2 separate regions of the Zea mays genome follow, and region 2 is linked to region 1. Evidence: chromatin contacts called from public Hi-C data. All regions are on one chromosome and are shown on one strand. Each heading gives the region's core, a stretch centred on a gene start, on an enhancer-like site or on the middle of the called end of the contact. The rest is flanking DNA. Distances are from core to core; before and after follow the strand shown. Region 1 has its middle 12 kb from the start of LOC103654394. Region 2 holds the start of LOC103654397 (probable BOI-related E3 ubiquitin-protein ligase 3).

Region 1 (6,255 bases), core at 2,365-4,864:
AAGGTGTTGGAGCAGGATCACAGTCACTAAAACCAAAGCGACTCAATACCTTTTCCACATAGTGAGATTGTAACAGAGTTACCCCACCATCACCTTCTCTAACAAGCTTGATGTTTAGAATGACATCAGCTTCTCTCAAATCTTTCATTTCGAAATTGCTCGATAGAAGATTTTTAACTTCCTCAATCACATTGAGATTTGATCCAAAGATCAAGATGTCATCAACATAAAGGCACAGCATAACACACTCACCCCCACCATACTGATAATATACACACATGTCAGATTCATTTACAGCAAAACCAGCGGCTGTAAGAGTATTATCAAACTTTTCATGACATTGCCTAGGTGCTTTTTTTAGGCCATACAATGATTTTATCAACCTGCACACCTTGTTCTCTTGACCATCTGCAATGAACCCTTCTGGCTGATCCATGTAGATCTCCTCATCCAACTCTCCATTTAGGAAAGTTGTCTTAACATCCATCTGATGAATGATAAGACCATAAGAGGCTGCCACGGCTATTGATGTGCGAATTGTAGTCAATCAAGCCACTGGTGAGTAGGTATCAAAGAAATCTTCACCCTCTTTTTGGGTATATCCTTTGGCCACAAGCCTTGCCTTGTACCTCTCAATTGTACCATCAGACCTAAGCTTTTTCTTGAAGATCCATTTGCAGCCTATAGGTTGACAACCATAAGGACGATCAACCATTAGACATAATAGATTCCATCTCACTCCTTACTGCTTCCTTCCATAAGTCAGCATCAGGAGAGGAATATGCCTCACTAATGGTAGTTGGTGTGTCTTCCACAAGGTACACTATAAAGTCATTACCAAAGGATTTTGCAACCCTCTATCTCTTGCTCTTTCGAGAGACTATAGTGTCATTCTCCTCAGGGATGTGCACGTGAAGATCCTCAGCATGATCTATAGGAATAGACAGTTCGTGCTCATGGGGAATTATAGTCTCATGACTTATATCACTAGGTGTATTCTTCATGGGAAACTCATTCTCAAAAAAATGTTGCGTCTCTTGATTCCATGATAGTATCAACATACATATCAGGCACATCAGATTTTATAATTAAGAACCTATACCCAGTGCTGTGAAAAGAGTACCCAAGGAATATACAATCAACAGTTTTAGACCCAAGTTTACGCTTTTTGTTGATTGGCACATTCACTTTAGCCAAGCAACCCCAAGTGCGCAAATATGAGAGATTTAATCTTCTCTTTTTCCATTCCTCAAATGGTGTGATCTCTTTGTTCTTTGTTGGAACTCTATTCAGGACATGACACGCTATCAAAATCGCCTCACCCCACCATGCCTTGGATAATCCCGTTGTACTCAACATGGCATTCACCAAATATGTTAGAGTGCGGTTTTCCTTTCAGCAATCCCATTGGATTGTGGTGAGAATGGTGGTGTCCTTTCATGAATAATACCATGTTCCACGCAGAACTCATCGAACATATTAGAGAAATATTCTCCACCTCGATCGGACCTTAACCATTTTATTTTCCTCTCAAGTTGGTTCTCAAGTTCAGCTTTATAGGTCTTCAAATAAGGAAACACTTCATCTTTTGTTTTTAAGAGATACACATAGAAAAATCTGGTGGAGTCATCTATAAAAGTGAGAAAGTATCTTTTACCACCTTTTGTCAAAATTCCATTCATCTCGCACAGATCAGAATAAACAAGTTCTAGAGGTGCTAAACTCCTCGCCTCAGCAGCCTTATGAGGCTTGCGGGGTTGTTTTGATTCAACACACACATGGCACTTAGACTTTTTGACCAAGTTAAATTTAGGGATTAGATTTAGATTTGCTAACCGCATAAGACAGCCAAAGCTTGCATGACAAAAACGTGAATGCCATAAATCTGACTCATCAGAAAAATTAACAGAATTCACTAGTTTATTACACACATCATGCAGTGATAAGCGAAACAAACCTCCACAGTCATATCCTTTACCAACAAAAGTACCATGTTTCGACACAACACATTTATTTGACTCAAGAACAACTTTGTATCCATCTCGACATAGCATAGAAGCATTAACGAGATTCTTCTTGATAGAGGGCACATGCTGCACGCTCTTCAATGGCACCGTCTTTCGCGAAGTGAACTTCATAATGACCGTACCACAACCAAGAACATGAGCACGCGACCCATTTCCCATTAACAAGGCGCCAGACCTCCCGACCTGGTAGGAAGTGAACATAGAGGCATCAGCACACACATGAATGTTTGCACCACTATCCATCCACCGCTCAGGTGAATTACAAACTGAAAGAACAAATGGTAAAGAATTACCATACCCAGATGTTCCATCTTCAGTTTCAGTGGTTACAACATTAGCTGATTTCTTGTCCTGTGTGAACTTGCGATCAGGGCACTCTCTAGCCCAATGTTGATCACTGCCACAGACAAAGCATCCTCCCTTTTCCTTGTTGTTGTTGTTCTTCTTTTTAAATTGTGCTATTTGAACAGGTTTATTTGTGTTCTCTTGTTTGTTCTGTTTTTTCTTATTGTTAAACTTGCGGAAGTTTCTCTTCTGCACTACATTAGCAGTAGAGGTCTCAACACCTTTTCCACTGTCCTTTGTTCTAGCCCTTTCCTGAACATCAAGAGTACCAATGAGCTCTTCCACATTGCACTCTTGTCTCTTATGTTTGAGAGAGGTAGCAAAGTCCTTCCAAGAAGGTGGCAACTTGGTGATTATACCGCCAGCCACAAACTTGTCAGGCAAAGGACAAGAAAAAAGTTCGTGTTCCTTAGCTAGTGCCTGAAACTCATGAGCCTGTTCCACTACAGATCGGTTCTCAACCATCTTGTAGTCATACAGCTGCTCCATGAGATACAGCTCGCTACCAGCGTCAGTTACTCCAAACTTTCCAACAAGTGTATCCCACAGCTCTTTCCCTGTAGGAAGGATGATATAGCTTTTCTGGAATTTTGTATCAAGTGCGCTAATTACTGCTCCTCGAAAGAGGTTGTCTTCAGCCTTAAACTTAGCCTCATCCTCAGGAGGTAAGTCGGCAGGCTTGCCCGCAGCGGCATGAAAACAAGACATTAGGTTTTTGGATTGTTAGAATTATAGGCATTAGATGTTAAAGTCATCTCAAATAAAGTATAACTCTTAATTTTTTTTTAAAAAAAGAAAGACATAAACAGTACTCCACCGTTTGGTTCACAAATATATAATATTGTTGACTTTTTTCTAAAACTTTAATCATCCGTCTTACATTTTTTTAAAAAAAATCATGAATCATTATTTATTTTGTTACGATCTGTTTTATTAATTAAGATTAAACTTAAAATTTAAATTTTTGAATAGTTAGGAGTTGTTATTTTTTTTTAAAAAAAAAGGCACCTGTTTCATATATTTTTAAACGGAGGCAGCAGATATGTAGCATTCTTTTTCCTCCTGTACCAACGTGCTAAAAGAGTCGATAGGTGAGCTGGTTAGGTGATGTGAAAGGTCCGTGAAAGCGAAATTTGTGGCTAATTTCTCCGGTGGTCCAAGTCCAACTGGTGGAGTAAACACGAGGCCGACGATTCGGCCCGGTGGTCCAGTGGCCATCGCTGCCTGTCTGTGGGTCGTGATGGACACCATGACGGGCTGAAATCCCGCGGCTGACACTTGAGGCCCAATTGTGAAATACGGTGGCCCTCGCTGTGCTCATGATGAAAGAAAGACGTGACATTCGATACGTAGTATGACTGTATGAGAGGTGGTGTTTGGAGTTTGGACCACGCCACGGAGCTATTATTAATTTAAATCACCTTGTTACTACACTATACGTTTGGTGGAGCCTACGTGTAGCGGAGAGAATAAGGGCCCGTTTAGCACAGCTCTAGCTCCTAATTCTAAGCGAGGATCTGGAGGAGCCGTGTCAAACGGGTATTTTTTTAAACTGATTCTTGTGTGGAGCCGAAAGATTGGGAGTCGTTTTTGTGAAGAAAGGTGGGATCTAAAAAAACCTGCTCCACCCTCTCTTAAAATTGCTCCTCAACCAACCAAATATGGACCTCCCCTTAAAATTTGACCGAAATTACTCGCAATTGCCACTGGACAAAAACATAACGAGCCAATTTATGGATTAAACATTTGAGACCATTTTATGCACTACTATGATGGAAATATTTTATATGTTATTGTTTCATAATTTTTTTTTGTATATGTGTCCTACTTATTGGTTTGTAACAAAGTTGAACTGCAAAGTGTAAAACAGACAATCGCTACAGACCACCAACTCTCAGCAGACAAGAATCAATTTACTTGTCAAACGGTTTTAAAAATGATTCTGATTCTCTAGGAGAATCAAGAGGATCAGCTCCTCACGAGGATCAGGATCTGAAGCTAAAGAAGCAGGAGCTGGAGCCCTAAATACAAAACCGTTCCCGCTCCCCTTCCCAATGCAAGTTACGTCTGCTAGCTCATCTCTCTTCCCCGTGACGTACTTGTGCCCACACGGACCCAACCAATCAGGCGTATTAATTGTGTACGGGCGTAAGTGTGCTTGATTGCGTCCGTGCCAACGTACGCAGCCCCATCTACCGTGCGTGCACACACTTTCAACTTATTTAGTTACGATCTACGGAGTGCCTACGTACGTACAACGTACCTAGCTATGGACAGTTGCTAGCTAGCTCGGTACGTACGTCGTACGTCCAACTCTGTACAGGTACACTTCCTGTAAAGTTTACGCCGTGATTGTAGCTAGCTAAGGTGCTCGACGACAATCCTGAAAATCTGAATGTTTATCTGTGTGTCAACGATGCGTACGTGGGCCCTCCATTATTTTATTTTTTTTTTGTAACCGTAATGATCGTCATGAACGACTAACGAAGAGGGATACGTGCTGTTGGCCTAAACAAACATGACCGCTGGGTACGTACGTGCCATTATTATTCCACTAGCACAACCAAAATAATATATTATTCCAAATGATGATCACGTAGCACTCACTGGCTATAGCTAATAGCTAGTCGCAGACGCATATATAGCTAGCATTACTATTATCGACCACACCTTATTACCGTAGTGATAACTTTGCACCTGTCATCATTTGTCCAATTAGCCTACTACTACTAGTAGTCTAGTAGTAGTGCTAGCTGTAGGTATGACCAATGCGTGTTAGCCGTCCACACTGATTAAAATATATTGAAAAGGGACCAGAGAACAGCAGCGCATTAATTAATTAGGCATATGATGATCCCTGGCTAGCTCGATCGATCAGTGGGGCGTGCGTGCATGCTTTCTTAGCTTCTTCAGTTTCTCCGAAAGTAACAGAGAAAGAGGCAAGCAAAGGTGCATTATTATTGCACGCAAATAAAGAGCACGTACGCTAGTCGGGAGGAATAATCGGGACTGCCGGCGGGCTAGGGGCTAGGGCTATGGATGGAGGAGCCGTGTATGTGTACTTCCTCTCTGATTTACTATTAGCTGTCGTTTAAGAAAACGATACGGTCTACAAAATATAACTTTGACCAATGTTTTTTGTTAAAATACAAATAAACTCTTAATACATTTATACTTTTATAAAAGTACTTTTTATGATAAATTGGTGCATATAAATATTAGGTTCCAAAACTAAATAACAAAATAGTTATTTGTAGTCAAAATTTTATAAGTTTGACTCGAATCTTATCCAAAACGACAACTAATAGGACACCGGACGAGTACGTATGTGCTACTACGATACAATGCTGCATTGCCAGCAGACACTAGTGGCTTGCTTGCAGTGCTCTGCAGTCTGCACGCATCCACCACCGACACAGCCACAGCCAAAGCCACAGCCACAGCCTGCAGCGAGATGCTGCTAGCTGGTGCTACGTTACTTACTACCGGGTTGGCATGCAGTTGGCACTAATCAGTAAATCAGTACTAGTGCGCTGTACGTAATTGTTGGAGCGAAGGCGTACCGCCCCTCGCTGAGCTGCTGGTTCGTAACAAGGATAAATCACGACGGAGGAGAAGCGAAGGCAGACGAAGACTGATGGAGCGAAGGCACGAAGACAGAGGGAGCACACGAAGAAGGCGAAGGCCATATCGGTTCCAGACGGTGCCAGAAACGGGCAAACGGCGATGGCCTACTCACCGACTGCCGAATACTGGAGGCACGAAGGCTTTTGTCGTCGCCCGCGCGTTGTTGAGTGACGGCGGGCTCGTGTAAAATCACCCTGGGCCGCCTGGTCCCACGTGTAACCCATTGTGTGGGTAGAGTTAATGATGTGTCCATCCG
Region 2 (6,674 bases), core at 912-3,411, 74 kb after region 1:
CCGGCTGGGGGCGCGCGTCAGGATAAAGGTGTCAGGCCACCTTTGCATTAAATGCTCCTGCGATTTGGTCGGTTGGTGCGGCGATTTGGTCAGGGTTGCTTCTTAGCGAAGGCAGGGCCTCGGGCGAGCCGGAAATATGTTCGCCGTTGGAGGGGGGCCTCGGGCGAGACGGAAATCCTCCGGGGTCGGCTGCCCTGGTCCGAGGCTGGGCTCGGGCGAGGCGTGATCGAGTCGCTTGAATGGACTGATCCCTGACTTAGTCGCACCCATCAGGCCTTTGCAGCTTTATGCTGATGAGGGTTACCAGCTGAAAATTAGGAGTCTTGAGGGTACCCCTAATTATGGTCCCCGACACTGAGGTTTTCTTATCCAAAGTTTTTAACGAGGTAATATCAACTAAGCTATATATTTCATCATTTATTTTTTCCCCATGGGGAGGGTTTAGGAATAATGATTACATGCATATTTTTCTTTTGGAGATCAGTGTGAGTTTTATCCATGATTCAAAAGCAGTGTGTACTCCTTATTTTTTTTCACAAGGTTTTTAAGGAGATAATATCTTGGAAGAGAACAGCTGACAAATGATCAAATGAAGTTCGATTGATTAATGGGGAGTGTTACAAAATATTACATATGTGGCCAATCCAAAGAGTACGGCAGTTTTTCTCTAATGTACATATCCCTTGGAATATACCCGTTCACTTGTACACAAGTGTAATGATACATGGAATGCAACTCCTACCGTCATTTTTCTAAACTCGTTTTCGCTGTTACACGACGGCCGATAGGGGAGCCCCGTGGAGAGCAGTAAAAGTAGCGACTTTAGCTGGTTTTAGTCACTTTGTTGTTTTAGGGGGTGTTTGGTTCTGTGGACTAAAGTTTAGCCCGAGTCACATCAAGCGTTTGACTTTCAAATAGGAGTATGAAATATAGACCCAACCAACTGTACTAGATTCGTCTCACTTTTCAATCTTCGGCTGAGAAATTAGTTTTATAATCCGACTACATTTAATACCCCGAACGGAGGTTCAAACATTCGATGTGATAGGAGCTAAATTTTAGCAGGGGCAAACCAAACACAGCCTTAGTCATGTGGATCCAAACAGTCTGTGCCATTGGTGGTCACTGTGGCACGTTTTTCTACACCAGCTAGCGTGCTCCGACGTGGGGCGTCCTCTTGGCTGCTAGCGCCGCATGCCATGCCGGCCGGCCTTTTCGGTGGTCTGTGGACTGACCTGGACTTTTGGCTGTTTGCGCCTCGCGGATTGGGGCCCTCGCGCGGTTTGCCTCCTCAAAACCTAACCATCACTTTTACCTTGCCCCCTCGTCAAGATCGCCTTCATCATCATCATAATAAAAAAATATATATGAAAAAAAACACACACACATAGAGAGAGAGCACAGCCCGGTCCGGATCAAATGGATCGTCGTGTTCCGTCGAGGGAGTGATAGCGTGGTGACATGTGCGCGGCCGTACGGGGGAGAGTGGAGTCGAGTCGGACGGATGCAGCGGACGGACTAGAGGACGAAACAAAAAACGCGGGCCACACCCAGCCGGCCCGGGCCACCGGCGCTTTGCCCTGCATCACATGCCCTGCCACATGAGCCATGGCCACCCACCCACCTGCTTTCATTTTTTGTCGATCGTGTTGGGCCGGCGGTTCCGTTTCATCCGCACATATGACGACAGGGCTCCGGAAAGGGACGCCGGTGGAGATCGCCGGATCTCAGGGCTCGCGCGCGCTTGTTTAGTGCTCCGCTGCTGCCAGAGCATCTCCTCGTCCTCGTCGTCATCGTTAACTAATCCAGCTTACCTTATTCAACACAGGCTGTTAGGACGAGCGAGCGAGTGGCGTACGCACTCGGCGCTTGTGCCGCGTGGTCCACCCCGGCAACCTTTTGGGACGAGATCCGCTTGTCTTGGCCGATGGGCCGCCCGCCATTATCGCGCCACTTTAAGCACGGCAGCACGACTGCCTGCCAATCTAGGGTAATTTTAACTCCTCCCGAGTCTCTCTCTCTCTCTCTCGTAGTACGGACTGTTACTGGTAACCGGCTCCTCATTAATTAGCGGTAACCGTACCTGCACGCGTGCGTGCGTGCATGCAGCGGCGGGCCCCGCCAGCCACCCATGAGGCCACCACATGGCCCACTACACCAGTCGGCGACGTCCGACCACGTGGCTGGGCCGGCTCCCCGGCGATATATATAACCCGCGCTCCGTAGTCCATCCATCCATCACCCAACCAAGCCTTCGTCCTCCTCCCTCACTCACAGTGGTGGACACCATGGCCGTACAAGCGCAATTCGGCGGCCTCCTGCTCCCACCCTACGCGGTCGAGGACCAGATGCGGGCGCTCAAGGACTACGGCGTGCTCCTGTCCGCCGCGCAGAGCGAGCTGACGCGCAACGTCGTCGTCGGCGGCGGCGGGGCGGCCGCCATGCCCCTGCCGTCGCGCAAGCGCCACCGCAGGGAGGACGAGCACCGGCACTACAACGTGGACGTGCCTCTCCCGGGGATGGGGTCGCTGGCCGCAGACCCGACGGCGGCGGCGTCGACGAGCGGCCGGGCGCCCGCCGACGCCGAGGTGGACGCGCTGGTGCGGGCCGAGTGCGAGCAGCTGCGCGCGGGGCTGGAGGCGGCGCGGGCGCGGCAGCGCCGGGCGCTGCTGGCGCGCGCGGCCGCGTCCGTCCTTGCGCGGCGGGCGCGGGAGGCGGAGGCCCGGCTGGAGGCCGCGCGGCGACGCGCCGCGGAGCTCGACGAGTGGGTCCGCCTGGCCGCCGCGGAGGCGCAGGCGTGGTGCGGCGTCGCGCGGGCCAACGAGGCCGTCGCCGCGGGCATGCGCGCCACGCTCGACGCGCTCCTCCTCCGCTCCTCGGCCGCCGCCGCCGGCCGCGAGGGCGAGGGCGACTCGTCCGAGCCCGGGCCCGAGGACGCGCAGTCTCGCTGCTCCTGCTGCTACGTTGAGGACGTTGAGGCGACGGGCACCGCTGCCGCCACGCCCTCGCCATTGTGGAACGGCAGGTGGGCGTGCAGGGCGTGCGGCGAGGGCGAGGCGTCCGTGCTGCTGCTGCCGTGCCGGCACATGTGCCTGTGCAAGGCGTGCGAGCCCCGGACGGACGCCTGCCCGGTCTGCTCCGGCGCCAAGAACGCGTCCATCCACATCGCGCCCAGCTGATGCCCACCGCGCCAAGTCGTTTGTTTGCGGGGCCTAGCATGGCGCGTCGATTGGATTCAATTTGCTCCGTAGGGTTCGTCAAGTAACCTAGATGAGTAGTTAGGAGTTTGATAGATTCGATGCCGTTGATTTTCTTTTATGCACGATGTTAATGGAAAATCAGAAAGAAGACCGACTTGTCATGTAAACCGGCATGCTTCCTTGCTCTGTTTTCTCAGCGTATTTGTTGCTCTAGATTTTCGTTTCTTCTGTTTTGACGCCAAGAAATATATATAATGTAGGGCCCGCTTCCTCATTTAAAAAAAATACAATTATGATCCTATTTTTAATATTAGAAATTTAATCGGATAACGGATATCACCCGTTTTATATTTAGATACGGATATTATCGATAAAACGTCGTACCTTAGATATCCCACCCTCAAAAAAATACGGATACTGACTACCCAAACTCAGATGCTACTTCAAAGAAGATCTATAGTGACAGTTGTAAATTTATTTTCACTGACGTTTTTTAAACCGTTTTCACCGATTTCTACTGACGATCGACGTAATAAAACCGCTAATAAAAAATATTTTCAGAAATATTAAACGGGTTTTATAAACAGCAAAAAAATATTTAAGGAGATGTACTGTAGATTTTTGTTGCAGCTGGTTGTGATGGTATTGCTATTGCTATAGAAAATTAGTCTCCTGCAGATTTAAGATGGGTTTTGATGATCTACTGCAGATTTCAGAAGGGTCCTGGCTAAGTGGCAATCACTGCAAAAAAATTGGTATTGCTATTGCTACAGAAATGTTCTAGCCTCTTGTTGAGACTAGACCACACTTTGAGGTCAACACCTGTGTCCAGAACAACTGAGCGAAAGGGCAGGGAAGGCAGAGGTGAAGGCCTGTTTCTGATGGTCTATTGCAAAGGGGGCAGCATGTTTGCTGAGGCCATCTATGCAGCTTCCTAAACTACAATTGCTTGCATTTAATTATATATATTTGTTTGTGTTTAATAGCATGTCGTGTGCGAGAAGCTCCTTCAATGGAGAACATGGATGGCCCAGGTACAGATCTGTGTTGCTCACCCGCTGCCCGAGTGCGAACGGCCAGAGCCACTAACGAGGCTCATATCGAAAAGGGCAGAGAATGACAACTTTTATAGGGAGTTTGTTAAGTGTGAAAGCAAGCCACGCCTAGGAAAGGTCTGTCTTTGTTTTGCTGGTTACTATCCTTTTTATGTTACTACTTTATTACTGCTCAATTATGTTTATTTTGGTGGTTTAGGTTATGAAAAAATACAATTTTTTTATGTGAATGGATGATTACATTAAGATGGTCGAAGGGACTAGGTTTACTGACGGCATGGGGGAAATGATGGCATCTAATTTTGGGGACGAATGAGCAGCGACAATTAGGGAAGATGTTACTGCGAACTGGGACACATTTACTGCAGAACTGAAGAAGATGAATAGCAACTTGAGCGACCTTAAGAAGATGTTTGGAGTTTTGTATGCTTCCATGATTTTCATTGGCTTCCTTTTCTTTGTTATGAACTATGGTTGCAAGTGTTAAATATGTATATGTATGATGGACCTCCTTGTGATGCCATTCTAGATGAGGCGAGTTTTGAACAGAAAACTGAAGTGTGTAACTTGGTCTTGATTCGTGACTTGGTGCACGGTTTACTGCCTGTGTATTCCTGAAAACTGAAGGTGCATCATTCAAAGGGGGTGCATCATTCAAAGGGAGCACAGTTCAAAATTGAGCATGTGTATTCATTTTTGGTCTTGGTGCACGTCTTCTATGAACTGAACTGAAAACTGAAGGGTGAAAACATGTGTAACTTGGTCTAGCTGCTTCCATGAACAGAGAAACGAAAACATGTGTACTGAAGCTCGCTGTACTGCCTGTATGCCTCCACGACCAACTTTTTTGCATTTTAGCCCTTATGGGGTTTCTTTTGCACAATTATGCCCTTTGTAGTTTCATTTCAAAAAATGGACCCTTACCTCAGCGCCGTCATCATTGGCGCCGAGGTAACACATAGTGGCGCCAACATAATTGGCGCCAACTTTTCCTACGTGGCAGCCGATGTGGCAAGTCTCAGGGGGTCGGCGCCATAGATCTTGGCGCCGACCCCCCTGGATAGCACCGGACCCCACCGTCAAGGGGGTCGGCGCCAAGATCTATGGCGCCGACCCCCTGGGACTTGCCACATCGGCTGCCACGTAGGAAAAGTTGGCGCCAATGGTACTGGCGTCGATGTGTGTTATCTCGGCGCCAATGATGATGGCGCCGAGGTTGGGGTCCATTTTTTGAAATGAAACTGTAAAGGGCATAGTTGTGCAAAAAAAAACGAAAAAGGGCTAAAATCCAAAAAAGTTGGCCTCCACGACTTGGTGTTTCAAAGCTCGCTGTGCTACCTGTCTGCCTCCACGACTTGGCGTTTCGAAGGGAAAAAACCAAAAAAAGGCAGCCAACAATGAGAGAAGAATGGACTCGAACCCAGCGGAGTGAAGCTATTTGGCGACGATTAACGTGAGGCTAGCGGAGTGAAGCTATTTGGCTATCCAATATTTCCAGATCAATTTCAGAAAATAAATAGCAAATTTGGTCAAAAAAAATAGTGAAACTTGGTATGGAGTCATGTTTTGGTCTTAGTTGCTTAAGATAAAAAATTCAGAGGGTTATGAAAAAGTGTGAATATATATGCTTCACAAACGGAAACATATCTCACTGAGTTTTGTGACATTGAACTACAACTTCACAGTTTGAGCTACATTTCTTACTTTTATTTGTTTTTTCCTTGAATTTTGTACCATTTGTTCATCTAACCTTAACAAACTTAATTCATGCATAGATGTTCTTTTTTGGACTTTTACTAACTTATGTTGGTTAAATGCCTACCCTAGTCAGAATAAATAAATAAATATAAAATTTGGTCAAAAAATAGTGAAACTTGGCATGGACTAATGTTTTGGTCTTAGTTGCTTAAGGTAAAAAATCGAGAGGGTTATGAAAAGGTGTGAATATAGGTGCTTCACAAACGCACACATATCTCACTTATTTTCGTAACATTGAACTACAACTTCACCGTTTGAGCTACATTTCTTACTTTTATTTGTTTTTTCATTAAAATTTGTACCATTTGTTCATCTAACCTTTACAAACTTAATTCATGCATAGATGTCCCTTTTTTGGACTTTTACTAACTTATGTTGTTTAAATGCCTTCCCTAGCCAGAAAAAATAAATAAATAGCAAAGTTGGTCAAAAACTAGTGAAACTTGTCATGGAGTCTTGTTTTGGTCTTAGTTGCTTAAGGTAAAAATTAGAGGGTTATGAAAAAGTGTGAATATAGGTGCTTCACAAACGGGCACATATCTCACTGAGCTTCGTGACATTGAACTACAACTTCACAGTTTGAGCTACATTTCTTACTTTTATTTGTTTTCTTCCTTGATATTTGTACCATCTGTTTATCTAACCTTTACAAACATAATTC

Evidence for each region. A called contact is a pair of places that touch in the nucleus more often than the background predicts.
Region 2: a Hi-C map of tassel shows a contact between it and region 1, with 2.6 times the contacts expected there. The contact joins the promoter of LOC103654397 here to the enhancer-like site in region 1. A contact is called at or near these places in 3 of 25 Hi-C or Micro-C datasets (endosperm, leaf and tassel).

Annotation. Positions count from the first base shown.
Region 1 is chr4:197,403,792-197,410,046 of Zm-B73-REFERENCE-NAM-5.0, forward strand. No RefSeq gene overlaps it. Among protein-coding and RNA genes, the nearest start is that of LOC103654394, 12 kb to the right of the region's middle. Within about 2 kb of position 3,615, at least 19 of the 20 cell types and tissues checked have an H3K27ac peak or open chromatin away from gene starts, as enhancers often do. A contact at or near this core is called in endosperm, leaf and tassel, where this site is marked.
Region 2 is chr4:197,479,563-197,486,236 of Zm-B73-REFERENCE-NAM-5.0, forward strand. LOC103654397 (probable BOI-related E3 ubiquitin-protein ligase 3) reads left to right here and starts at 2,162. Exons shown (of 1, transcript XM_008681237.3): 1 at 2,162-3,485. The coding sequence starts at 2,289. The coding sequence ends at 3,179.